Linked DNA regions of Mus musculus: all the other regions are linked to region 4. The links are chromatin contacts, called in public HiChIP or PLAC-seq, Micro-C and promoter capture Hi-C maps. All regions are on one chromosome and are shown on one strand. The core of a region is the stretch at or near the end of the contact, and the rest is flanking DNA. Distances in the headings are between cores, read along the strand shown. Region 1 holds the start of Mbd3 (methyl-CpG binding domain protein 3). Region 2 holds the start of Atp8b3 (ATPase, class I, type 8B, member 3). Region 3 holds the start of Adamtsl5 (ADAMTS-like 5). Region 4 holds the start of Gpx4 (glutathione peroxidase 4).

What was found. Promoter capture Hi-C pulls out the DNA fragments that hold promoters and counts their contacts. Hi-C and Micro-C count contacts between places; a contact is called where the count stands out from the background. HiChIP or PLAC-seq counts read pairs in DNA pulled down with a chosen protein or histone mark.
Region 1: a Micro-C map of embryonic stem cells shows a contact between it and region 4, with 5 times the contacts expected there. The contact joins the promoter of Mbd3 here to the promoter of Gpx4 in region 4. A contact is called at or near these places in 2 of 39 promoter capture datasets (liver and pre-B cells), 2 of 484 Hi-C or Micro-C datasets (both in embryonic stem cells) and 5 of 115 datasets of contacts at active chromatin or transcription factors (double positive thymocytes, embryonic stem cells, extraembryonic endoderm stem cells and 1 more).
Region 2: a contact with region 4 is called in a promoter capture Hi-C map of pre-B cells, with 2.3 times the contacts expected there. The contact joins the promoter of Atp8b3 here to the promoter of Gpx4 in region 4. A contact is called at or near these places in 2 of 39 promoter capture datasets (liver and pre-B cells) and 1 of 115 datasets of contacts at active chromatin or transcription factors (pancreatic cancer cells).
Region 3: an HNF4G HiChIP or PLAC-seq map of pancreatic cancer cells shows a contact between it and region 4. The contact joins the promoter of Adamtsl5 here to the promoter of Gpx4 in region 4. A contact is called at or near these places in 1 of 484 Hi-C or Micro-C datasets (rod photoreceptor), 2 of 115 datasets of contacts at active chromatin or transcription factors (embryonic stem cells and pancreatic cancer cells) and 1 of 9 other capture datasets (pancreatic islet).

What each region holds. Positions count from the first base shown.
Region 1 is chr10:80,396,625-80,403,356 of GRCm38.p6, forward strand. It overlaps Mbd3 (methyl-CpG binding domain protein 3), which reads right to left and starts at 2,907. Exons shown (of 7, transcript NM_001306143.1): 1 at 2,594-2,907. The coding sequence starts at 2,607. Uqcr11 (ubiquinol-cytochrome c reductase, complex III subunit XI) reads right to left here. Exons shown (of 3, transcript NM_025650.2): 3 at 6,373-6,531.
Region 2 is chr10:80,537,001-80,543,559 of GRCm38.p6, forward strand. Atp8b3 (ATPase, class I, type 8B, member 3) reads right to left here and starts at 2,124. Exons shown (of 28, transcript NM_026094.3): 1 at 2,016-2,124. It overlaps Rexo1 (REX1, RNA exonuclease 1), which reads right to left. Exons shown (of 15, transcript NM_025852.3): 12 at 6,301-6,411; 13 at 5,908-6,023; 14 at 5,565-5,824; 15 at 3,926-5,481. The coding sequence ends at 5,393.
Region 3 is chr10:80,345,479-80,351,606 of GRCm38.p6, forward strand. It overlaps Adamtsl5 (ADAMTS-like 5), which reads right to left and starts at 2,970. Exons shown (of 13, transcript NM_001285435.1): 1 at 2,878-2,970; 2 at 2,079-2,147; 3 at 35-225. The coding sequence starts at 166.
Region 4 is chr10:80,050,198-80,057,245 of GRCm38.p6, forward strand. It overlaps Gpx4 (glutathione peroxidase 4), which reads left to right and starts at 3,368. Exons shown (of 7, transcript NM_008162.4): 1 at 3,368-3,518; 2 at 4,317-4,411; 3 at 4,503-4,647; 4 at 4,771-4,922; 5 at 5,726-5,750; 6 at 5,843-5,902; 7 at 5,989-6,242. The coding sequence starts at 3,435. The coding sequence ends at 6,021. Sbno2 (strawberry notch 2) reads right to left here. Exons shown (of 32, transcript NM_183426.2): 32 at 6,795-7,048.

The DNA of each region.
Region 1 (6,732 bases), core at 1,657-4,156, 350 kb after region 4:
TAATGTGAGAACCACATAGAAAACAGCTAGCCAGCTGGGCAGTTGTTTAATCCCAGCACTCAGGAGGCAGAGGCAGGCCGATTTCTGAGTTCGAGGCCAGCCTGGTCTACAGAGTGAGTTCCAGGATAGCCAGGGCTACACAGAGAAACCCTGCTCAAAAAACCAAACCAAACCAAACAAACAAAAAATAGCTGGGCAAGGCTTGGGGTGTTGCTGGTCTGCGGCCCAGAAGGCTGCTCCCTGATCTCCTCAACAGCTGAGATGGGGCACTAGGACGAGGCACCGCAGCCCACATGCTGTCCCAAGCTTCGGCATGGACCCCTACTGGACACTTGACTGGGACTGGAAGCTGCTCAGGGAGTGGGGAGAGCATGGGGCAGTGAAGGCAAAGGACCGCCCTCCCCCAACCGTCTCTTGTTAACCAGGTTGCTGTAGCTGAGGATGACTGAATTCCTGGTCATCCCGTCCCCACCGTCTCAATGCACTGGTGACAGGCACAGGGAAACCTGGTTCATGTGGCTGGGACTGGGCTGAGCGCTAGGCACATGTTCTACTCACTAAGCCCCAGCCAGAGCCCCTGGGCCTCCTTTTAAAAGATAAATATTCTAAAATCCAATCTGACAGGGCCTCCACCAGTTAGAACATGGTAAAACCCCTCCACCTCCTAACAAGTGACTCTGGCATGCAGGTTGATCACCCTAACAAAACCCTATTAAACAGGAACAATGGCATATGCCCCTCTTGCAGCAAAAGCAGAGGAAGGAGGAGCCACAAGTTCCAGGCCAGCCTGGGCTACACAGCAAGACCAATAAAAAGGTAAAACCAACCCGAGTCACAAGGCTGTTGGCTGCTGGGGTGGGGACAGCACTTCTGTGCAGGGCCTAAGGAGCTCGGCTCTGTAGGTCTGTGTGCACATGGAGTGTGCCCAACAGCTTGCTGAGTGGGACAGTTTGAGCTGCCCTCATCCAGCGATAGGCCCATAGTACACCCAGGGCTGACATCCTAACTCTCCAGCCCTAAGTGTTTCCAAGGTATGTGGGAGGAGTCCGTGAAGAAGAGACTGTCTATACAAATGCGTTGGAAAGCACTGGTGGCTATTCTGGGGCATGGATGTGAGCTAGCAGCTGTGGGGGATGAGACAAGTGGGACAGGTACAGCTTGGGGACAAGGTGTCTTTGGATCATCTCTCAGAGGTGTTGGCCCCATTGCAAGTAAGGGAGAAGGGGAGGAAGTCCCATGCACACAGGGCACCATTTGCATGTAGCCCTACTGGGAAAAACCCTACCTACTGCAGACCTATTAGAAGCAACAACCCCATCCCTCTTTGCAGTCTGAAAGGAACCCAAGTTAGCCCTGGCTTCCAACCTTACTGCCAAAACCCACGACTCCTTAAGACCAAAGGGCCAGGCAGTTCAACTCACAATGCACCACCCAATTCCGGGTGCAGTGGAGTAGGGACAACTACAGTCGGCTAAAAAGGTAGATGCTCCAGCCGTAGGGCAGCATGCATGCGGCCCAGGATTCTATTCACACCACTGGGGATAGAACTGGGGAAGAACAGCAGGTGTAGGTTGCCTGGCTATTATTCAGATAGACAGCTTTCACTGCCCTGATTAAAAGGTTGCAAATATGGTCTATGTAGACGCTGCCTCAAAAAAAAAAAAAAAAAAAAAAAAAAAAGGCTGGAGAGTTGGCTAAGAGGTCATGAGTTCAATTGCTAGCAACCACATGGTGGCTCACAACCTTCTATTGGGTGATCTGATGCTCTCTCTTCAAGCAGGCAGAGCACTCATGCATTAAATAAATAAAAAATTTAAAATATTTTTTAAAGAGCAGACTTATTCATAAAAAAGTCTTGCACACAAAAACCACATTCACATTAGTCAGAAGCCACTGTGATGTTACATTTGGGGCCACCGCTCAAGAAGAGCAAGGGCTTTGGAAACGCCATAAAAATGGGGGACATTTTGCTGAACAAGAAGCCAAACCCAAATTTATGCAGGTGAGGGGATCAGGCCACCTGGGGCAGTTCCCTTGCTTCCCGAAACCATGATAAAGTCCCCGCGAGGGTCAAAGGGTCAGCCCATCCCCCTCCCACCCCCGCTTCCCAGCGGCGTCTGGCCAAGGCCCGGGCGCCCCTCGCACGGCGCGCACGGTCCCCGATTCCTTGGAGGACAAAAGCCCGCGCCACAGGCGGGCTAAAAGCCACGAGGCTGAAGCCTTGGCTGCAGGCGTGGCGCACGCGCACTCACAGCAGCGCTGGGTGGCGCGGATCAGCAAAAGGCAAGGCACTGGGTTCAACGCATGCGCGCTGAGGCGAGCCATGGCCGGCGCGTGCGCACTGACCACAGCTGGCACGTAGGACGCACGCTCGGACGCACGCTCGGACGCACGTCGCCCGGCCCAGACCGCGGCCCGCAGTCGGGGCGCCCAGGCCGCCGCAGAGGCCGCTGGGAGGCGCCCGTTGGGGCCCTGCGCGGCCGGCGCGCTCATTCACCTATAGTAAAAGACATCCCTGTGGCCGGCCGACAGCCCCGACCTCCTGGGCACTTCTTCCCTTTCCCAGCCCTGCGGGAGCGCCGGGCACTCCCACCTCTTCCGCTCCATTGCGCCCCGGCTTTTCCGCCCGCCGTGGCCGATGCCGCCGCCGCCGCCGCTTCTGCAAGTTGCGACCCCCGGGCTCGTCGCCGATTCGGCTCCCTCCGCCGCCGCCACTCGCCGCAGCTGTTCTGTCCCACGGGCCTCCGCCCTCCGCCCCCAGCCGGGCGCGCGCCGGCTTCGCCACCCGCTCGGCCCCCTCCCCGCGCTTCACAGCCCCCGCTAGGGGGGCCGCTCCGCCCACCCGCCCGCGCGTGGGGCTCGTCTGCGCAGGCGTGGAGTCGGCCCCGCCCCTTCGCGCTCGCAGGACCAGTCTGACTGCCGTCCAGACTCTCTGCGCAGCCGCGGCCCCGACCCAGCCTTCGCTTGCCTTCAAGACCCGCCCCAAGGCTGTGAAGCCAATCAGATCACTTCAGCTCCTCGGCTTAAAATGCACAGTTGGCTACGTCCCGCCTTGCGGGAGACGCCCACAGGGCATGGAGACCAATCAGCGCTCAGAACCTCGTTCTGTGCTTAACTTCTCATATAAATCTGCTCTGAGACAAGGACAGCCAATCAGCGTGGCCGGGGTGGGACAACCATTGCGTTTGCGCTCTAGACTCCGGAAGCACAGTGTGTGCTGCACCTGGTCTGTACCAAGCTGGAGCAGTTTCGCCCGAGCTGCCGTCCTGGTCCTGGGGTCGCGCTGGGCTGCACCTGCGCAGTGTGCGTTTGTCAGGGACCCGCCTGGGCTTTGTGAAAAAGATCGAGTACAACTCGGGGCCTTCGACGCAGTCCTGCTTCCCTCTGCGTTTCGTTCTGGCCTCTCGGCTGTTCCAGCCCCAGCCTCTATTGCGTTACTGCGAGGACAGAAATGCACCACCACTCCCGGCTTCACCAAGAACTATTTAAGAAGTTTGTTCTTTGCAGCAGTACTGAAAATAGAAAGCAGAACCTTACACGTGGTAGACTTTCTGCCGTTAGGCTGCACCCCAGCCTGAGTTTGATGGCTCACGAACCTATTTAGAACATTCCTGGCCAGCCTGGGCCACACAGCAATACCCTAAAATCAGGCCAGGAATAGTGGCACGTGCTTGCCATCTCAGCACTGGGATAGTGGAGGAAGGAGGATCAAGCACTTCAAGACCAGCTTGGAGTTTACTAGATCCAGCATCAGAAGGAAGAACAAAACCAAAAACTGGTTTCTAAGTTAGTGAATGGAGTCACTCGCACTATCGCCCCTTGTCTACCGCAGCCCTGAGGACAGGGAGCTGGGGGGTCACTTACTCCTGCTTGGTACTGTCGGCTGCTTTGCCACTCAGGCCCAGCCAGACTTACCCAGGGAACATGCCTGAAGGCCAACTACCTTCTCACCCAGGCTTCCATTATACAGTACCTGGAAGACCTCTCTTTGAAAGGGGACCCTCCCTGACAAGGAGAGCTGCCAAGGGATCATGAGGTGAAATCACAACACATTTAAAGATCTTTGTCTTGCCTGCAATTTTTGGAGCTCAGGAACTGTATTTTATGAGCTAGGATTTGGGTCCCCAGATCAGGAGGAGAGATCAGATCACAGTGAAGAAGGTCAGGGGGACATGGAGGCTGGGATTAGTGTTTTGTATTTTTGAGTCAGAGTCTGACTTTGTAGCTTTCCCTGGCCTTGAACTCCGAGATCCTTCTGCCCCCTGCTTCCCAGGTGCTGGGATTAAGCCAGGCTTGGTGTCTGACAGATTTTTGCATGTGAGAATGGCAGCAGAAAATTGACACTGGGGTTCTCAATTCTCTATTTTTGAATTTTAAAAATCTGTGCCTCTTACCATCCAGAACCATCTAACTTCCCCAGACTGGGTCTCTCAGCTTGTAGCTTACTGCTTTATCTGGGCTGGCAGGAAGGGAGGTCTCAGACATGCAGCCTCCGGGCAAGGAAGTTCAGGCTCTCACGCGTGTTTGCCAAGCTGGTTACTCAACTGTCTTTCTCCTTCCATCTTTTTTATTCTTAAACCAATAAGGGGTTTTAAGTGGCCCAGGATGTCCTGAACCTTGCTATGTAGCTGGGGTGACAGTTATGAAGTGCTGGAGATGGACCAAGAGCCTTGTACACCCTAAAGGAGCTCCATCCCTAGCCGTTTCTGATCTTGACAACTTTCCTGAGTTTATCTTACTGTGTGAATAGGTCAGAGCTTGCGCTCAGGTATGATGGTGTGGTGGTTTGAATATGGTTGGCCCAAGGAGTGGCACTATTAGGAAGTGTGGCCTTGTTGGAGAGTGTCACTGGAGGGGTGGGCTTTGAGAGACCCTCCACCTAGCTGCCTGGAAATCAGTCTTCTCCAAGCTGACTTCTGATCAAGATGTAGAACTCTTAGCTCCTTCTCGGGCACCACAACTGCCTGGATGCTGTCATTCGACCTTGATGATAATGGACTGAACCTCTGAACCTGTAAGCCAGCTCCAATTAAATGTTGTCCTTATAAGAGTTGCCTTGGTCATGGTGTCTCTTCACAGCAGTGGAAACCCTAATCAGATAGATCACAAGAGTTGTACTCAGCTGTGTGTGCCCCAGGCTACCCCACTCCTGACCCTGCCTCAGCCTTCCAAGCATGAAGACAGGGTTGTCCACCCTCAAGTCACAGGCTCCACTCACTAAGTGGCTCCAGCAGCCCTCACTTCACCTTCTCCCATTCAGCATCTTGAGGAGCTGGAATGTCAGGCTTGCACCCCAGGCCTAGGGAAAGAGTTATGCTTATGAGTATTTAGCTTACACGTCTTGTCTGTTCATCATGTGTGCCTGATGCCCATGAAGGCCTCAAGAGGATATGGGACTGACTGGAGACACTAGGTGTCAGGAATCGAACCTGGGTCATTGAAAGAACAAGAGTTCACAACCCCTGAAATATGAGATATCTCTAGCCTCTTCTGTGGTGTTAATTTGTCTTGACACCAGGTCTTCAGTAGCCTAGGCTGGTGACCTGGATGGAACTCTTGGTTGTTTTGACTTGACACCCAGAGTGCTGGGAAGAGACGTATGCAGGATTTTTTTTTTTTTTTTTTTTTTGGTTTTTTCAAGACAGGGTTTCTCTGTGTAGCCCTGGCTATCCTGGAACTTAACTCTGTAGACCAGGCTGGCCTTAAACTCAGAAATCCACCTGCCTCTGCCTCCCAAGTACTGGGATTAAAGGCGTGAGCCACCACCGCCCGGCTTCGCAGGATTTCTTAAGACAAGAAATCACTTAGTGCACACTGTCTGGAAATCTGACCATACTGGGTTATGAAGCACCGAGATGTATGTGCTGGGTTGGTGACAGCAGTTTTACCAAAAGGCTGTGGCTGATCTGGCACAGCTCTTACTTAGCATGCAAGAAGGCCCAGGGGCCATCCTCGGCTCCATGAACACCAGGCATGGCAGTGGACAGCTGCATGAGCACTTGAGAGACAGGGGCAGGAGGTTGAGAAGTCTAAGGTCAGACTTAGCTATATAGTGAGTGTGAGGCCAGCCTGGGCTATATAAGAACTTGTCTTAGAAACAAACAAAACCAGGAAGGAAGGAGCCCTGCTCTAGCTGGGTATGGTGGCCAATAGGGGCCGTGAATACTACTTTAAAAGCATTAAAGCTGGGAGTGATTTATCAGACCAGCTGAGAGAAAACAATGTGCAGTTTCCACCCAGAAAACACTTGAATGTAGTGTAAGGGTTTCTGCTTGTTAAAGACTCTCCCAGACGTGCAAGTGCTGGGGGCTGAGACGAATTTCCCTTGAGCACGGAAAGCCTTGAGGAAGATGATGAGGAAGGAGCCAGGCGTCCAAGGCATAAGAATAAGGTTTAATGCTGCACCCATCAAGGCAGCCCTAGTGTCTGTCAACATGGAAGCTCCCTGAGCGGTGCAGACCTCTCCAGTGTCCAGCTTCCTCAGTGTCTTCCACAGGACTACGCTGTGTCTGAGGCCTCGGCACATGGTACCTGGGGGAGGGGACAAAGGGTGAGTAAGCTAAGCACACTGAACCAGCTCGGGCAGCCCAGGGCCTCTGAGCTCTGGGAGTGATGCCAGCAGTGTCACACTACAAGGCCCTTGTCTATAAGATGGAGTGAGAGGGTTGGAGGAGCAATAAGTAGGTAGGAAATGAGTTCCATCCACCCCCCAGCAGACATGCAAAAAGTCAG
Region 2 (6,559 bases), core at 874-3,373, 490 kb after region 4:
CAGCCTGGCTCGGGGGTGAGCAGCAAGACCTTGTGTTGGAATAAAATAAAGACTGGAGGGTGGGGAGATGGGATAGGGGGTTCTGGAAGGGAGACCTGGAAATGGGACAACATTTGAAATGTAAATAAAGAAAATATCCAATAAAACGGGAAAAGGAAAAAGAAAAGAAAAGAAGTAGCCCTAGGTATTCACAAAAATCAATAAAAAAAATAAAGGCTGGGGTATAGGTTAGAGGATGGATCTATCTATCTATCTATCTATCTATCTCTCTATCTCTCTATCTCTCTATCTCTCTATCTCTCTATCTATCTATCATACATGCATATCTCACCTTCTCATGTCTACCTCAGAACTGCTCTCTGGACTTGCAGGACCCAGCATTACATCCCCCATCTATAGCTGGTCACCTGAGGCAAGGAACCCCACCTCTGAGATGCTGTAGCCTCGAGCCCTAGTGAGGAAGCTGTGGCTGGCCCGTCCAGTCTCCTCCATGCCCCTCCTGTTCCACCTGCTCCTGCAAGGCCCACCCCACACCCCACACATGCTCAGTCCATGTTTGCTGACTGACCCCACGGAGCTGAGGGGTTGTATATGTGACAGCTCACGGCTTGCGTATATTATGAGCATGGAGCCATGTTAAGATAGATCTGGTGTGTTGGCACCACACCAGATCCCTTTAATCCCTGCCCTTGGTACACCAAGTCAGTGGGTTGCTGTGAGTTCAAGGACACTCTGCCCTACATAGCAAAAGCCTGTCTCAAAGGAGGAGGAGGAAGAAGAGGAGGAGGAGGAGGAGGAAGAGGAGGAAGAGGAGGAGGAGGAGGAGGAGGAGGAGGAGGAGGAGGAGGAGGAGGAGGGAGACAAAAAGATCTGGCCTTGGGATTGCTAAGTGTAGTGACAGGGTCTCACTCTGCTGCTCTTACACCCATAATTCTGCTCCAGCCTCCTGGAGGAGCTAGGATGACAGACCTGTGCTCTCACTCCTGGCTGGGTCTGGTAACTTAAGACAGCCCTATACCTGGTGACATGGGTCCTCCCTGCTCCCTTCCCGGGGGGCAGATCTTCAACCACCACCTGAGCACTCACCCCATCGGTCCCCCAGTTTACCCATATGCCCCCCACTGTCACCACCCTGCCTGGTGGATTTCTTCCTCACCCTCCAAATTTCACTCTGTACTTCCCAGACCGGCCCGTGGGAATCATGCGCCTCCTGGGGGCTTCCTGAGCAGCTGGGGTGTCCCCCATCTTGCCTCTGGTCACCTCTCTTCTAGAGCTTTCACTGTCTTAATGTCTGCTGAACCCACATTTCCCCCAGGACAAGGAGTCCTGGTGTCTGAGTCATGTGTTTCCCCAGGGCATCTTGGGGCCCCACCTCCTCCTGGCTCAGCACCAGCTCTGGGTATTGGGCTTTTCCCTGATTATCACGTGAGGAAAACTGAGGCTGGAGAGGGTGTGGGAAGGATGTGTGAAGAGATCTTGATTCTAGGGAACACTCTAGTCCAGGGGTTCTTAACCTTCCTAATGCTATGACCCTTTAATAAGTTCCTCATATTGTGGGGACCCCAACGACAAAATTGGTTTTGTTGTTATTCCATGACTAATTTTGCTACTGTCATGAAGCATAATGCAAATATCTGTTTTTTTCAGATCGTCTTAGGTGGCCCCTGTGAAAGGGTCGTTTGACCCTCCCCAGGTTGAGAATTGCTACTGCACTCAGTCTTCCTTTCCAATGTTTTTCAAAGTTTCCAAAATCTTCCTGTTCCAAAGTGTTCCTGCCCACTCACCAGACACCCCATTAGCAGTATTCCCCAGCGGCCATGACGCACAGCCCTAGTGAACTCTAGTGGTCACCAAACTGTCCTGTAGGTAAGCTCCACCTCGGTGTCTGGTTTTATGAACCTCAAGGGGGCACCATCTCCTGTCTCAAGTGCTGGCATCCGGGCCCAAGACCCCTAGAGCACAGAGAGGTCACAGTGGCGCCCAAGGATGCACAACTCGTGAGCATCGGTGCTCACCTGCGAGGGCCGGGCTTGGTGGGGCCTGGCTGCCTAGGGCGGGCCGCCAGCGGCGTCCAGGGCCGCCGATGTTGTGGAGCTGTTAGCCTGGTGCCAACGGGTCTGAAACGGGTGGCGCGGGCTCGTGGGGCGGGGCATTGCGAAGGGGGCGGGGCCTACCAGAGCCTTAAGGCCTGCAGCTTAAGGGCAGGAGAAGGATAGGACCAGGCGACAGGGGCGGGGCCTGGAGAAGGTGGGGCCTAGTTGAATGGCACAGAGGGTAAGGGTAGAGCCTGGAGTTGTGGGCGTGGCTGAGTCTTCGGGGTGTGGTCAGGTCTCGTGGGCGGAGTCGTGTTTTAGGAGCTTGGCAGAGCCAACCTTGTGCTACAAACCAGGCTTATGGGTGGAGCAAGAATTAATTGTACAGCCAGGCGTAGTGGCATACGCCTTTAATCCCAGCACTCGGGAGGCAGAGGCAGGTGGATTTCTGAGTTCGAGGCCAGCCTGGTCTACAAAGTGAGTTCCAGGACAGCCAGGACAGCTATACAGAGAAACCCTGTCTCAAAAAAAAAAAAAAAAAAAGCGGAGACCAGGCTTCCAGGGGAGTCTATTCCTGGTGAGCGTGGTATTACATCTCAAGGATGGGACAATGCTTTGTGGGCGGAGGCATGAGTCAAGGGCCAGGAAGGAAGGAAGGAGGGAGGGGGTTTGGGTAAACTAGAAAGGACAGGAAAGCCTTGGGAAGAGGTCAGGGAGGAAAGGCAGGGGTCTGGCATCTGGAATCTCTGCGGGCAAGGCCAAGATAAGGCCAGCCGTAGAACAGAAAAGGGTCAAGCCAGGCAGTGGTGACACATGCCTTTAATCCCAGTACTTGGGAGGCAGAGACAGAGGCAGGCCTGGTCTACAGAGTGAGTTCCAGAACAGCCAGGGCTACACAGAGAAACTCTGTCTTGAAAAACCAAAAGGAGGAGGAGGAGGAGGAGGAGGAGGAGGAGGAGGAGGAGGAGGAGGAGGAGGAGGAGGAGGAGGAGGAGAAAAGAAGAAAAGGGTCAAGTCATGATCCAGGGAGGGAGGCAGAGACTAGGGCATGGCTGGGGTATCAGGGACAGGCTCAGAAAAGGTGGGTCTGAGCTTCATTCTGCAGGGCAGGAGTTAAGTTCAAACTGGTCTCAAGCTTTATTATGTAGGGGAATGCAGATTAATCCTCCACCCTATATAATGACAGCAGCCTCTCACTGAGCTACATCTCCTGCATTTGGGAAGAGCATCTTCCAAGCACACTAAGCACAGTATACTCCAGCCCAACTAAACATTGCTGAATTGGGGATTAGGAGTGGGAAGGTTGCACACCAGTGAGCACGGTTGAGCCAGGTCTGTATCTGTCATGCCTAAGTGGGAAAGGGAGCCCACAAGGCACTGATGGGCTATGTTGATACCTGTGTACAGTGGATGTATGCCAGGGATGCTGGCCACGGTACACCCTGAAGAGGCTGTAGTCAGCCCTGCCTCTAACCTAGCCCTCAGTGGTTATGTCCACCTCCTGTCTCCCAGTGTATGCTGGCATAAAATGAATGAACTGGTGGCTGGGATAAGGACGGCACTCAGGACCAAGCCTCCACCAGAATAGCAAACTCTGGAAGCTTTGAGTCCCTGGAGCATGTTGAGGAAATAGCTACTCGGTTCACTCAGCTTTCGGTGAGCATCTGATCACATCTTTATGATGGCCTTTTTTGGGGAGATCCCCTACCCTGACTTATAGAGGATGGGGGTAATCACAGTGGAGAGGGCTCCCTCGAGTGCAGGCCTCTGGCTTTCAGGGCAGAGCCAGGGTTAGCTAAGGTCTTTGTTGGCTGCTCTTCTGACACGAACTGGACAGTAGATAGGCAGAGACACACACTAAAGCTCCCAGGACAGACCTGGGCTTTGTGAATACATTAGCACCATTTATTTGTTTTTAAAAACTTGTTTACAGAAGGTAGAAGAGGGGACAAAGTGCTCAAGGAAACCCCTGAGGGTGGAAGCCTAGCTTAGCCAAGGAAGCTCCCTTGGCCCCTGTAGCCCCTGCATGCCCACTATGTAGATAGCCCCTGGAAGCTGCTCTAGCCATTGGCTTGCAGTCCCTCCAAGAAGCTTGAGGGACTAGGTTCCCACAGGACCCTGACCATCAGACCCCGGTTATCCTGCCAGGGTCTAACTCCAGCCAGCCTACTCTGCCCACAGATAACTGCCAAGAGGCAGCCAATCAAGTTGAGGTCACATTGGATGTGAGTACTACAAAACTTGTTTCCTTACATGGGAACAGAGTGGCCTTGATGGCCAGGCCCTGCCTCAGGACACCAGGCGGCAGGGGCTCCCAGTCTCTACCCTGGACCTTGTCTGAGTAACTGAGATCATAACAGGCAAAAAGGAGTAAAGGCATGCCATCAGCCTGCATCAGGGACAACAGCAAGGTACCTTCAGGGGAGGTCTAGCAGGCACAGCCTACCCGGAGCTTGGGGCTGTCTCACAGAGTTCCCACAGCTAGGTGGCATGGGCCCATGGGGTGAGAGTTGCTTTTGGCAAGGGAATCATTTTCATTTTTTCTTGACCCTGGCCACTGGGACAGGGGCCACATGGCGTGTGTCAGGATCCTGTCTGCCCCCAAAGCACCACACACTATGAAATCTAAAGTTCATACAAACATTTATTCTGTTTCTACTCACAGAGGGAGGCAATAGCCCCCAGGATGACAGCCCAGAGGCCCTGGAAGGCCAGGCCAAAGGGCTGGCTTGGCTCTGAGGTTGGGGAGCCCTGGTGGGCTAGGGTGAGTTCTGGAAGCTACCCCACAAGGCAGGGCAAACATCCAGGCCCATGGGACTGACCATGTGGGGTTCGGTCCCTGGATCCCAGCGGTACCAGGGTTGGACCCCTCAGCTGAGGAGGTGTGCGGGTCAGCAGGTTTAAATTAAAAATTAATAAAAATAACAGTATAAAGTAAAAAAAGACAACCCCTGTCTCAAACCATGAGGGCTTGTCCTGTTGCCTGCGTTATATACAAAGAAGCAGAAGGCAGAGCCCACTGTCTAGAGCAGTGGGCTGGGGTAAGAGTGGGGGTGCCTGACTGGGGCACAGAGGCTAGGCCAGCTCTGCCCTGGGCTGCAGCAGGCTCCAGGGGACAGGACTGGGAAAGGAGGTGATGTCACGTTGGGCAGGTGTGGGGTTGGGCTGAGGGTTGGTCTCAGCCCCGACTCTGGGCTGCTCACTGCAGACCTGCAGCTGGAGCTTGGGAGACGCGTGGTCAGCTGTCATGTTTTATTACAGAGTTTGAAAAGAGGCCGAGGGCATCGGGGCTGAGGGATTGGGGCTGAGGGCAGCCAGGGATGGAAGAAGGGGGGTGACATGGTAATGTTGGGTGGGAGTCATCGCTTGGTCTTGGCATCTTCTCGGATCTTCCAGATGACAAGGTGCATGCAGGCACTGGCATCCTCACTGGAGCTGTGCCCGTCCACTACAGGGCAGACATGCTCAGCACAGTCCTTACTCCCATACCTCCCCTCCCCTTCCCCCACTTCGGGGGCCCTGGCTCCTCACCATTGTCTTGGATGATCTGTCTGAGGTAGTCAGCCATGAGGTTCCGCAGGGAGCGCTTATAGGGCAGGCCCAGGCGATGTGGGAAAAGCACAGACGTGTCCACCACTGTGCCGTGGATGACCTTGAGAGCCAGCAGGTCGCTCTCCAGGCTGTGTCCGATGAGGATGGTGTCGGCGCTGAACATGCTCAGCAAGACAGCCTGCACGTCCCGCAGCGTGATGCTCGTGTCCACAAGGTCAGCCTCTGTCACCCCTGAGAACCTGCAGAGGGCCGGATGCAAGAGGGGCGTCGGGCCGGGCAGGATGGGAACGAGGATGGGGTCCCGCGGTAGGCCGGGACACACCTGGTGTTGTAGTCAACAACTTCATTGTCAGGCTTGACAAAGGTGTCATACACGACCTGCATGTCTGTGTCCACAACTGTGACTCGGGTCAGCTCCAGGCCATATGTAGTGTAGGACTGAGAACAGAGATGGGCACCAGATGCAGCCGACTTCCCAAGTGCACCTCCCCTCTGTGGCTAGCCATGGCTGCTGCAGAGACCTTGTCAGGGACACCACGGGAACCACCAACGCAGAGGGAGCCACAGGCTAGGAACTCAGAGAACCCTTCCCAAACAGGCTGACCCCTCTCTCAGGACACTAGCCTGAGGTGTGGTGCTCCCTTGCCAGTTCTTAGTTGGCTTCACTCCCTCACCATCCCAGGGAGGATGCAGGTTCCTGCGATCCCAGACTCACCATCTCACAGTCGAGGGCAAAGACCCCTGCATGGGCATCTTCAGGCAGCTCCTTCTGGAAGGTGCGCACAAAGCCCTCCAGGTTCTCCTTCCGGCCGTCCTGCACGTGTTGCTGGGGAACAAGGGGGTCAGCAGTCAGCAGAAGGGCCAGCATGGCTGTGCATGACTCTCGAGGAGTCCTGTGTCCTGGATTAAGGCCTAAGAGCAGGTACTTGTGTCAGGCCTAGTGTGTAGACAGTCAGGAAGGGCTGGCTGGGGCC
Region 3 (6,128 bases), core at 1,720-4,219, 290 kb after region 4:
CCTGTGAGCTTTCTGGGATCCTTCACCCCCTTACCTGGGCAGCACCCCTCAAATCACAGCTCAGGAGAGTCCACAGCAAGAACGGAAGAAGCGGGAAGAGGCGGGGTTTGAGGGAGCACAGGGTTACCAAGAGGCAGTGAAGAGCAGGGTCAGGGTGAATTGCCATCTCAGCCCTGGCTGGCTGTGTGTTCGATGGTAGCCAAACCTCTCTGGGTCCTCTTGTCTCTAAAAACAATTGAGGTAACAGCAGCCTTGCCCCATCTCTGGAAAGCCTTGAGGGCGTTATAGGCTCAGGTCAGACACAGGGTGGGGAACTAGGAACTGTATGTGTTGTTATTTGGTTTTAAAATTAATGTTATTTGTAGAAGGGCACGCTCCTTTAATCCAGCACTTGGGAGACAGGCAGATCTGAGTTCGAGGCCAGCCTGGTTTACAGAGTGAATTTCAGGACAGCCAGGACCACTGTGTCTTGAAAACAGCATACATATACATACATGTGTACATGCATGCATGCACACACACACGCGTGCACACACATGCACACAGTGCAGCGCTGGAAGATGCCAGCAGCATTGACTCCCTTCGCTGAGCTGAGCTACAGTTGCTCCCAACTTGGCATGGGTGCTTGGAACCAATTGTGGGTTCTCTTAAGGAGCAAGGTAAGATCTTGAACACTGGGCTGGTGAGATGGCTCAGTGGGTAAGAGCACCCGACTGCTCTTCTGAAGGTCAGGAGTTCAAATCCCAGCAACCACATGGTGGCTCACAACCATCCGTAAGGAGATCTGACTCCCTCTTCTGGAGTGTCTGAAGACAGCTACAGTGTACTTACATATAATAAATAAATAAATCTTAAAAAAAAAAAAGATCTTGAACACTGAGCATCTCTCCACCTCCTCCTGTGTTTATTTGAGACACTCTCGCTATGTAATCCAGGCTGTCCCAAAACTCTCTATGTGGCCCAGGCTGGTCTGTCAACTCACAGAGGCCCGCCTGCCTCTGCCTCCCAGGTGCTGGGACTAAAGATTTGCACACGTGCTTTTCTTTTTTTCTTTTTTTGGTTTTTCAAGACAGGGTTTCTCTGTGTAGCCCTGGCTATCCTGGCACTCACTTTGTAGACCAGGCTGGCCTCGAACTCAGAAATCCGCCTGCCTCTTCCTCTCGAGTGCTGGGATTAAAGGCGTGCATCACCACGCCCAGCTTTCTTTTTTTCTTTTTTATTTTTTTTTTAGATAGGGTCTTGTAGCCCAGGTTGGTCTTAAACTTCCTGAGTAGCTAAGGATAACCTTGAACTCGTGACCTTCCTGCCTCCCCTACTAGCTCCTGGACAGTGGGCACTGGGCTTTTGCTCTAGGACAGGCTTCTGCTTTCCTTTTGAGATGGGAGTCTTGATCTGTAGCTCAGGCTAGGCTCAAACTCTGAAAAATCCTCCTCCCTTAGCCTCCTGGGACAAAGTTGCTAGTCCTGGACTGCCACACACCCACCTTAATCAGTTCTTCCTATAGACAATGTGTTCTTTTATTTTGTTTTTGTTTTTTTTTAAAGATTTTTATTTATTTATTATATGTAAGTACACTGTAGCTGTCTTCAGACACTCCAGAAGAGGGAGTCAGATCCCATTACGGATGGTTGTGAGCCACCATGTGGTTGCTGGGATTTGAACTCAGGACCTTTGGAAGAGCAGTCGGGTGCTCTTACCCACTGAGCCATCTCACCAGCCCCAGTGTGTTCTTTTATAATGCACAAGGAATCCTTTAAGGACAGTTTTTAGGTGGCTGCAAGTTTAGTCACCCCTTTCATCTACCTTCCTGGGTGGCCAGGAACCAACCATTCCATTTCTCCAGGCCTCGGTTTCCCCATCTGTGCAGTGAAAACCCGCGGAACCCCATCCCTGAGTCTCTGAGAGCCTGTAGAGGGATAATTAATGGAGGCTCATCCAGAAACTCAGGGTGGAATGGATGTCCCCCTCCCAGCTGCCCCCCAGCCTCTGGGGACCGCTGTGCTCCCAGGTACCCCATAGCCTAAGGGACCTCCTCCCCACCCCCAACCCCACCCCGTGGCAGGCGCTGGGCGGCTGACCTGGCCTCCTGCCAACACGTGGGTCATGGTCTCATCTGCCAGAGCTGCGGGCTGCGGTGCCTAGAGGATCTGCGGACAAGAAGAGCAGGGTGGGGCTGAGTGGAGGTCTCAGTTTCCCCAACTGTAGAGACCGGATGAAGTCATTCTCAGCCGACGCCCTCCTCCTCGTGATCCCAGCCTGGCAAGACCAGCCAGGAGGGAAGGGAACCAAGATGAAGTGAGTCCCTTCTGGGCCCGGGCCAGGCTCTCTGAAGGGCACACGGGCTCTCAAAGATCTGCAGCCCACAGGGTCCAGGTACCTGAAAAAGGGGTAAGGAGGACAAAAGTACCCCGGCCCGGCTGGAACCAGGGTCTCTCCGGTTGTCAGCCAATCTGATGTCCTTTAGGACACCTTGGGACCGAGATGGCTGTAAATTGGAAACTCACGGGAACTGCTTCAAGACACTCGCCGGACCCTTCCTTCTGCGGGCCCAGAAACTGGGCTGTCCCGGGAAGGAAGGAAGAAGGAGGCTGGGGAAGGCCATCTCATAACCCCCTTCGTGAGGGGGGCTCCTACCCATGTCTGTCAATGCCCTCTCCCGAGCACCGCATCTAGCACTGCATCCCTCTCCCGCATTGGTGCACCAGTCACTGGGGTGTCGGTCTCCTGAGTTTCAGTCCCATCCCGTAGGAAGTGCGACCCCCAAACTCACCCACCATCCTAGGGATTGCTGCTTTCGCTCCGAGCAGGGAAAGAAACCAATCTCATCCCCGCCGCCACACCGGGTGGAATAGTGGCAGGATGGGAAGAGGGACTTACCATCTGCTGAGAGCCCAAGGCAATACGTCCAAGTTTCCCCGGGACGCCCCGGGGACTGGCGGAAGCGGCGGGGCCCCAAAGTGCGGGACTGCGAACTCGGTCGATCCCTCCCACCCGGGCCTCCTAGGCGCGCCCAGGCTGGGGTCACCGAGGGCGCAGGCCAAGGGCGCCCTCGTGCGGCAGGAGAGGGCGCACGCGTTGGGCCCGGACCTGCGGCAGGGGGCTGACCTACTGTGTCTGACAGCGCAGCTCAGCGGCCCAGCGTTGGTCCTGATATCCTGGGTGCCAGTGACCTTGGGAAGTGCAGCTGCGGGGCGGTGCGCGGGGGTGACTGGACTGCTATTCCGGGCGCCGCGCTCAGGGCCAGGGAATGTGCCTAGCGCTGGGGCTTGGGGTGGGATAGTCCATGCCAGGGCGCCCTCTCACTCTCAGTACCCCGTCCTGCTCCGTAGCACCCCGCAGCCAGATACGCCAGATTTCCTCTCCTCATCCCCATCACCCACTCAGGCCAGGCTCCTAGCTCTGTCCCAACAATCCCTGGGACCCCAACCCAGGTCTCCATCATCCCTGCAACTGGGACTTCCCACCCCGTCCCTGTTACCCCCAATTAGACCTCTCCACGCTGGTCCACATCATTCCCCAGTTAGACCTTCCTGCCTTGGTTCGCATCTCCACCCCCCCCGCCCCCCGACTCCTCACTCGAGTCCCAAGCATCCCCTCACGAGGCCCCGCGCGCCCGCTGGGGGCGGAGGGACCCTCCCTGCCCCACATTCCCAGGCGCTGCCGTCACCAATGCTCCACCCGGTCCCGCCCTCTAGGCCTGGACGCCAGTGCTGCTTCTCTCCACTGGTTTTGGCCTCAAGCCCTCCGCCTCAGTTTCCCATTCCCGGCACTCTGCCAGCCTCTTGTGGACCCCCTGACCCCATCGCCTTCGTGTAGCCTCCCGGCAGCCGGGCAGAAGGACGCCGCACTGCGATGATCAGTGCTGTGTGGACCATGCTATTCCTGGGCGCTGAACTCGCCTCCTCTAGGAAGCCCACCTGGCTGACCTCTGGCCCGCTTTCCTCACAGGGCACGGTGCCTGCTGTATGCACTCCCTGAAAAGCAGACTGCCTGCAGTATTTACTACACATAGAGGACAGTGTCTGCTGTATACACCTGCCTCAGGGAGGTCCTCTGGACAGGGCTCAGCACAGGACAGCCGCTGGAAACATCTCTGAGTGTGACCACTCCGTGACATTATTATGCAAGTCACTGTGTGCACACAGCTATGGCCCAGCAGCCAAGCCCAGTGTGGGGAGGTGGCCATGCATGGCCATGACTCCGATTTCTGACACCCATCATCCTGTTGAAGAAAAGATGCTAAGGCCAGGCATGGGCTGTGAGGAGAACCCCTACAGAACATATAACCACTAAAGGGGCTAGAGGCAAGGGTGGCCTAGCCAGGGTCAGCAGGAGAATGAGAGACAATCCTGACGTCCTGCTGTGAAAGGAAGGGACCTCAGCAAAGCAAAGATGAGGACCGTGTTAGGGAGAGAGAGGGGCCCGTGCAGTAGGAGTTCTGTTCTGGTATACAGTAGGCATGCACTCTGTCCTGGTATACAGTAGGCATGCACTCTGCATGGAGGATATACAGCAGACATAGATTTACAGGAGAAAATATGCAACAGATATACTATCCAGGTAGTGCACATAGTAGGCACTGAAGGGGAGTATACATTAGGTGCCCCGTCCTTCATGATACAAGTGTGCAGGAAACACTGTGTCTGGCAGAGCGAGCATATAGCTCACAGTATATACAATAGGTGCATATGTACAATAGGCCCTCTCCCTTGCAGGGATAGCATACAGTAGGCACTTTGCTGTGCAGCCACTGCCTACAGTAGACACTACGCTCTGAAGAGAGTGTGTCCAGTGAACATGGCTCTTTCCCCAGTTTTCCTAAAGCAGACTATCGCAGTGAAGCCGGCACCCGTCAAAAGCTGAGGCCTACAAGGAGGCCATAGAGCGGGCACTGTGTCATACAGGAGCATATACAGAAGGTGGTATGCTCTGCAGGGTGTGCACACAGCAGGCACTGTGGGGCACTTCCCTGCAGTTCTGACTCAGTCCAGCAGAGGGTGCACCAGGGCTCCAGAGCTCCCCTAAGTTTGCTCAGGACAGTGCAGCCTGCTGGGGACAGCTCTGATCCACACCCACTTCCAGCCGGGTTACCACCCTCGGAGCGCCTTCTAGGACCCATTCACCTCTGCCAGGATGGGATTGGGGCAGGGGACAGGGCTTAGTGGGACTCTCAGCTATCTGTAAGACCAGAGCTTGCAAACCAAATGGCCAACAGCTTGACTCAGGTACTTAAACATTTAACAAGTGGGTGTAGCCATACACACTTGTCATCCTAGCACTGGATAAGCGGAGGTAGGAGGATCGGAGTTGGAGGTTATCCCCAGCTGCATAGGATGTTTGAGTTTGGCACAAGCATCACCGAGCACGGACAGAGCCTGGGTGTCGTTCCCAGCACAGAGGTTATACACACCTGACACCCCAGAATGGGGGAGGGTAGAGTCAGGAGGATCAGAAGTTCAAAGTCATCACTAGCTACAGGCTGAGTTCCAGGCCAGCCTGAACTCCAGAGTGAGGGTCGCCAAAGTGGGGACCGGAGGCTGTCAGGCCTGTTCACAGGAGAACCTCGTGGTGCCCCGTGCAGCCCTTGGAACTCTCCTGAAATCCCTGAGGCCACCTGATCCCCAACATGTTCCCTTCTGCCTCCCAAGGACACTGGGGTCCGGTAACTGCTATCCAGACTCTAACCTCTCTGGGGCTCCCATCTGCCCCATGGCACAGGGGTTGGGGCAGAATCGAACCCACACTGTCGTGGTCATCCTATGCATAGGTATTGGGAGGCTCTGGGCTCCTGTCTTTCCTCTTGGGAGCGCACGAATAGAGAAAAGGTTTTAGTTCGGTTTGTATATTCCTGGTAGCTGACCCTGCGCTCCTGGGACCTGCTGCATTGTCAATCCCAAAACTGCAGAAGATCGAGGAGAAAGAAGGGCGGGTCTGAGGCTGGAGTTCTCACACCGAGCGAGATTGCTCCAATGCTCTTTACTTTGGCAACATTGGGTTTGGGTTGCTTGTGTGTGTGTGTGTATGTGTGTGTGTGTGTGTGTCCCTGTTGTGTGCACATGTGTGTGGAGGCCAGAGCCTGGGATTCTCTCCTAGCTCCCTACCCAGTGCTGGAGTTACAGCTATGTATC
Region 4 (7,048 bases), core at 2,118-4,617:
GACACGGCTTGCCTTAGGGCCTGTCATCACAGCCATTCAGGGGAGAAATCTGGCTTCGTGGGGAACAAAACCTTAACTTTGAGGCTTAGGCCCCAACCCCAGGCTGGACCTTGCCTTGTGTGCCCCTAGACAAAGGGACTAGGGTTCCCTTTGTCCTGCACTGGGGTCTGAGAGAGCCTGGGGCTGGTTTGGCTCCCAACACTCGAACAGTGAGAAATCTCTCAACACAGATCGCTGAAGGGAAATTCCCAAGAGCACCTGACCGGTTCTGGCCAAGGCACAAAGGGTGCAGCCAATAACAACAAGCCACTTAACCCAGTGGTTCTCAACCTTCCTAACGTTGTGACCCTAAATACAGTTCGTCATGTTGTGGTGACCCCCTAGCCATAAACCTCCCATTGCTACTGTAATTTTGTGACTGTTATGAATTGTAATGTAAATATCTACTGTGCAGATGATTTGATAGGGAAGAACCTCCGAGAAAGAGTCCCCAAAGGGGCCTCCACCCGAGGTTGCCTCCGCTTGTATGGTTTCACGGCCCCAACTTATTTCGAGCAGTTAAACATGTTCGACAGAGGCAGAAACTCCAAGGCTGTTTGGACGAAGGGGGGAGATTTACAGTTTAAATATAATTTCAGTCTTTTGGTCACAGACTAGGGGCCTGTTGCCTGGCAGAATCCCGCCCTTCCTGCGAGTGGCCTTGAGGAAAGAGGGGATGGACTAGCCACAGGACTCATGGGCCACCTTTGAACCCCAGGGCTTTGATATGGGGGGACCCGGTTACAGGCCAGCTGTGAGCCCGGAGTCAGTCTCCTTTTGTTATGGGGATGAAGCTTAACTGGCTAATCTTTTTTTCTTTTTCTTTTTTTTTTTTTTAATCCCCCCCCCCTTAACTGGCTAATCTTAATAACAAACCTGAAGGCTATTCTCTGTCCTCCGTTTAGCGGCCCGGCCTACTGTCCCTAGGTGGCTGCTCTACCCGGAGCACTCCCTTAGTTAAATTCCACTTTGCATAACTTAATCTTTCTTAAGTCCTTCTAGCAGGTTGTCCACGACCGCGGCTTCTCATTCCCAGGGTCCCCTGTTGGTGGCAATGGCTCTGTCTTTCCAGTGCTTGGGGAGCAAGAGGCGAGAAGCTCCGAGGAGCCTGGGGAAATTGGAGACCTGGTCTCAGAAAACAAAGGAAATTAGAAACAAAGGCTGGGGCTTAAGGCCTCACTTGGTATGTGTAAAACCTGGGGTCCACACCCAGCACCCGATAAACAAACAAACTTGTCATCCCGGCAGGCACTCAGGAGGGTGAAGTAGGGGGATCAGGAGTTCAAGGTCATCCTTGGCTACAAAGTGAGTTTCAGGCCAGCCTGGGCTACGTGAGACCCTGTCTCCAAAATAACAATGAGGTAAAAGTCAGGCTCTGTCCAGAAGCTGGTAGCTTCTCAGGAACTGCCAAGTAGCTTTTCGCAGAAGCCCAGATCTTCATTTCCCAACTGGCTGAATTAGGGTGAAGTTGGGGTCACTTGGGAGAGGAAGGCACTCCATATGCAGATCCCTCCCAGAGCCTGGGGCTGGGTTCCTGAGTGGCCGCCTTCAGCCCCAGCCCTTCAGCCCCAGCCCCTCGTCCAGAAGTACGGGCCTTTGAGACGCCCTGTGAGGGTGTGTTGTGTATTTACAACTTAAGCTAAAGCTCAAGTGCAAGTCCCTTAGAGGTCTTCAGTGACTCTCAGTGTCACCCCAGCTTGGGGGCTGGGAGGAAACAGCTGACTTCCTGAGGCGGGGGGGGGGGGGGGGCCCTCAGGGCAACTGAGAACTTACAGGACAGGATTGGGCAAGAATGTATCTGACACCCCAGATCATCTTAACCTTGGGGGGGGGGGTGTCTGCCCGTGGGGCGTGAGCTCCCTTGGACCCAGATCCCCGGGAGGGCTCCTGTCTCGCGGATGGCTTACTCCAGGGTTCAGAAAAAGAGGATTGAAGGGATTAGAGTCCAGGCGAGGGCGTGGACAGGCAGCTGAGCTGAGGAATGTCCTGAGTCACTCCTGTGACACGGGGAGGGCAAAGGGCCCAGTGCTGGGCTGAGAGCTGTGGGGGCTGGACAAGGCCATAGGTGAAGTTGCAGGAGGAACTGTTGGGCCTTCAGCTTCTCACTTAGGCCCCTAAGACCTGTGGCTTCTTTGATGTAGGCAGGGACCTCTGAGGACAATAGTAACTATTTATATGTCTCTTGCCACCTTGCTTTCCTGACACAGGGTTCACTGTAGCCTTGGCTGACCTGGAACTTGCTTACCAGACCAGGCTGCCCTCTAGGCTCCAAGGGCTGGGGCTAAGAGTGTGACCACTAGGCCCATCTCCATCTTGGTTTTGAGGCAGGTTCTCTCTCTGACCACGAGTACTTGGGTGACCTGACTTAGCTGCAGGGATGCTCCAGCCTCGGAATCGCAGGTTCTGGAATTACAAGAGCATCCTTGTGCACCAGATTGCGTGGGTGCTTCGATTGGGACATAGTCCTGTGTTTTCATGGCAATGGCTTTCTCACCAAGCCCTCTTATCACCCCCTCAAATCAACTTCACAGGAATCAATATCTACAGGTGACAAGATAGGGCCTGGTGTCATTGACCTATCTATCACCCTAGTACCTAGGAGTCTAAGGCAGGATTGCTGAGTTCTAAGACCGGCTGAACTGTAAAATTGGGGGTCGAGGGGGGGGGGAGAAGCTACATCTGGGGTTCGGGACTCAATGGGTTGAGAGCCCTCACTTGCATGCTGCAGGTTCTGGGTTCCATCCCTACACCTCATGGCAGCACACTTTTGCCATTCCATAGTTTAGGTTAGCCTGAGCTACAGGAGGCAACCTCTGATAAAGAAAATAGAAATGGAAGGGATGTGGGGATTGGCCGACACCGAGATCCCAGCACTCAGTAGGCTGAGGCTGGCGGTCCAGGGGTTCAAGGTCATCCTCTGCTATATAAACAGTCCAAGGCTAGCCTGGGTTACATGAGATTCTGTTTCCAGTAGAAAAAGGAGACTCCTGTACTTTCAAAGGGGCTCTTTAAGGGGATGACTTTGACACGCTTTCTATTCCCAGAGGTTCCCCAAAGCGCCCTGGCACCCTGCTCCGCTGCAGGCAACCTCGCGGATAACTGTCCACAGCCCTCCAACGCGTCGTCCGCGAGAACGCGGCTCCCGTTTCTCCCGCGTCCCTATCACTGGGCATGCGCAGTTGCTGATAACAACAAACTCGTAAGCCCAGCCCCGCCCAAGCCGTCCCTTCATTCAGGCTTCCCATTGGCTGCAGGGGCCTCGCGTCTTAGCGCAGGCGCATCTGACCAATAAGAGACGTCAGTGGGCGTGCCCGAGGGCGGGCAAGCCATACTCGGCCTCGCGCGTCCATTGGTCGGCTGCGTGAGGGGAGGAGCCGCTGGCTCCGGCCGCCGAGATGAGCTGGGGCCGTCTGAGCCGCTTACTTAAGCCAGCACTGCTGTGCGGGGCTCTGGCTGCGCCTGGTCTGGCAGGCACCATGGTGGGCTACTGGGAACTTGGAGGATCGCGGGTGGGGGCGGGGTTCGGAGTCGGGTCACCGTATCCAGGGTGGAGATCAGGGGTCGTGGGATCGGTTAGCTAGAGAAGGGGGCACCCAGGTGGGAAAGCGGAGCCTGATAGGCATCTCCGGGGTTGAACAAGGCTAGGCCTCGGCGCGGGAGGTCCTTGGGCGGTGAGAACCGGTGTCGGGGTCACCATAGCGGGCTCTGACCTGGTCACGCGCCCTGCCCGGCCTGGTGCGTCACAGTCGGCGGCGCCTTGGCTACCGGCTCTTTGTCCCCGCGCTGTGCTTGGGACGCACAGACCGGCGGGCATGGGCCGCGCGGCCGCCCGCAAGCGGGGACGCTGCAGACAGCGCGGCGGATCCCCGAGAGGCCGGCGACGCCGTGGACCTGGACGCCAAAGTCCTAGGAAACGCCCGGGCCCTCGGCGAAGGAAAGCGCGCGCGCGCCGCCGCAGGAGGGCGCGCCCTCGCCGGATGGAGCCCATTCCTGAACCTTTCAACCCGGGGCCTCTGCTGCAAGAGCCTCCCCAGTACTGCAACAGCTCCGAGTTCCTGGGCTTGGTGTGCGGCCAGGGATACCCCTGCCGTCCTCTTCCCTGGTAGCATATTCTAGGGGTGTCCACAGATCTTATCAGGACGACCTGAAAGGGGCGTACTTAATGGAAGGAACCTTGAGACTCCTCCACCTAGTGCCCCAGGACTTTCTTTCTTTGGCACCGGATTCTTCTCCCCTAGGGGACCTGGGTTAGGACACTCAGTTTTCCTGTTTTACAGTGTGCATCCCGCGATGATTGGCGCTGTGCGCGCTCCATGCACGAATTCTCAGCCAAGGACATCGACGGGCACATGGTCTGCCTGGATAAGTACAGGTGGGTTTCTAGTCATATGGGCGGTGTGCATGGCTGGTCTGAAAATGGGGATTTCCTGACTGGCTTCATTCCCACTCTTTCTCTCTCCCAGGGGTTTCGTGTGCATCGTCACCAACGTGGCCTCGCAATGAGGCAAAACTGACGTAAACTACACTCAGCTAGTCGATCTGCATGCCCGATATGCTGAGTGTGGTTTACGAATCCTGGCCTTCCCCTGCAACCAGTTTGGGAGGCAGGTGTGTGGCTGTTCCCCAGGCAATGCCCCTCATACGGGGTGGGGGTGGGGGGCTGTGTCAGTGTGTGTGTGTGTCTCAGTGTACAGTGTAGTGTATCTTCCAAGTAAATGTTGCTTCCTGCAGGAGCCAGGAAGTAATCAAGAAATCAAGGAGTTTGCAGCCGGCTACAACGTCAAGTTTGACATGTACAGCAAGATCTGTGTAAATGGGGACGATGCCCACCCACTGTGGAAATGGATGAAAGTCCAGCCCAAGGGCAGGGGCATGCTGGGAAAGTGAGTGGCCCTGGGGGAGGGAGGGGACAGATGGCTCTGGACCTGGGTGGGGAGCAGGTGCCAAATTTTTAGGTTTTTTTTTTTTCCTTGTTTTTTTTGGGGGGGGGTGTGTGTGTTTCATTGTGTAGCTCTAGTTTGGGTCAGAACTCAGAGATCTGCCTGCCCTGCTAAAGTGCTGGGATTAAAGGTGTGCACCACCTGGCTGAGCCTCAAAGATGACTTTAGTTGTATTTTATGTGTATGGGTGTTTTGTCTGAGTGTATTTATGTGTACCACGTAGGTACAGTGTCTGCAGAGACTAGAAGAGGGCATGGAATTTGCCAAAGCTGGGGTTGGTGGGTTGGTAGCCACCAAGTGGGGCCTGGGGGCTGAGTTTGAGTGCTCTTTAAGGACAGCCAGTGCTCACAGTCTTTGGCCTGTCTGCCCCTACCACGCCAGATTATTTTCATTTTGTGTATGCGTTTTGTGTGCATGCAAGTCTGTGTCATGCATGCATGCATGCTTGAAGCCCTCCAAGGCCGGAAGACAGCCTGTGAGTCCTGGGAATTGGAGTTAACAGACTTTCGGTGCTGGGAGTGTAGCCCATTCCCCAGAAGAGCAGTGCATTCCTCTAACCACCAAGGGAGCTACAGCTTCAGTTTCCCTGGCTGGCCTGGAACAGACTATGTCCAACCAGGCTGGCTTAGAACTCTCATATCCACTTGCCTGTTTTCTAAATGCTGGGATTAAAGTTGTGTACCACCATGCCCTGGCAGGTACCACTTGTAAACATTCTTTTTTTCTCCTTCCCCCTCCCCTCCCAGTGCCATCAAATGGAACTTTACCAAGGTAAGTGGCATACAGTGTGGGAATGTGTCCCAGCTCCCCTCCCTCCTCCACGCTGGTGCTCAACTGTCAACACATGTTCCTCTGTCTTACAGTTTCTCATTGATAAGAACGGCTGCGTGGTGAAGCGCTATGGTCCCATGGAGGAGCCCCAGGTAATTATTACCTTTGCCAAAGCAGCCCGAGCCAGGGCTGTGTGCAGTTGCTGAGGGGCACGTCTGAACGAGTTATCTCCCTACAGGTGATAGAGAAGGACCTGCCGTGCTATCTCTAGCTAGCCCTACAAGTGTGTGCCCCTACACCGAGCCCCCCTGCCCTGTGACCCCTGGAGCCTTCCACCCCGGCACTCATGAAGGTCTGCCTGAAAACCAGCCTGCTGGTGGGGCAGTCCTGAGGACCTGGCGTGCATCCCTGCCGGAGGAAGGTCCAGAGGCCTGTGGCCCTGGGCTCGAGCTTCACCCTGGCTGCCTTGTGGGAATAAAATGTAGAAATGTGCTGCTGTGTGTCTTTGGGTCAGAAACTGAGCAGTGGGGATCAGAAGGCAATGCCTGTGCTCCAGGACTCTGCAGGTACAGGTCTGGGTCGGCTGCTCAAAGGTCCCTGCTGAACCCAAGGCTCTGCCCAGGCCAGCTGGAAGGACCAGGATGTGGACAGGGCTGTTTAAGGATGGTGGTAACCTGCTAGGAGGCCTGAGGTCTGGGATGCTGAGCCAAGGTTGCCGCAGAGCTGAGTTTGCCACATCCCATGTTCTCTGGGGGGATTGTGGGGTGACTACCTACGGTGAGTAGGTAGAGTGGTATCATTCAGCTTTGAGAATGTCCCCTGCCCTTCTGGACTATTGGCCTTTTCACTCCCCGTGGAACTGTGAGCTTTGTGCTTCCAGTCTTAAGTGATCTTAGGACTATGGGCTAAGTATCCTAGGCTGCCTTCCTCTGGTCTTCCACTGACTTATTGAAGACCTGCCCTTCCCCAACCCCTCTGCAGGGGTTGCAGCCTCAGCTCTGTGATCCTTAGATCCCCCCTTCCACTGACCTGTAGGCCACAGCACAAAGTAAGCAAAAGGCACATATATTTTAAAAAAGATCTTTACATATGTACACGAGTTCATTATAAATACATAGAAACCAGGGCCCGCCGGCTGCCCACAGACTCCGGGGCTGGGGAGAGGCGGGTGACAATAATTTAGGGAGCAGGGGATTGCATATATTAACGGGGTCTGCCCCGTGGAGCCCCCATAGCCAGCGGGGCCCGAGCACCGATTTCCTGAGTTACCAGCTCTCTGGGACAACCAAGCCCCACGG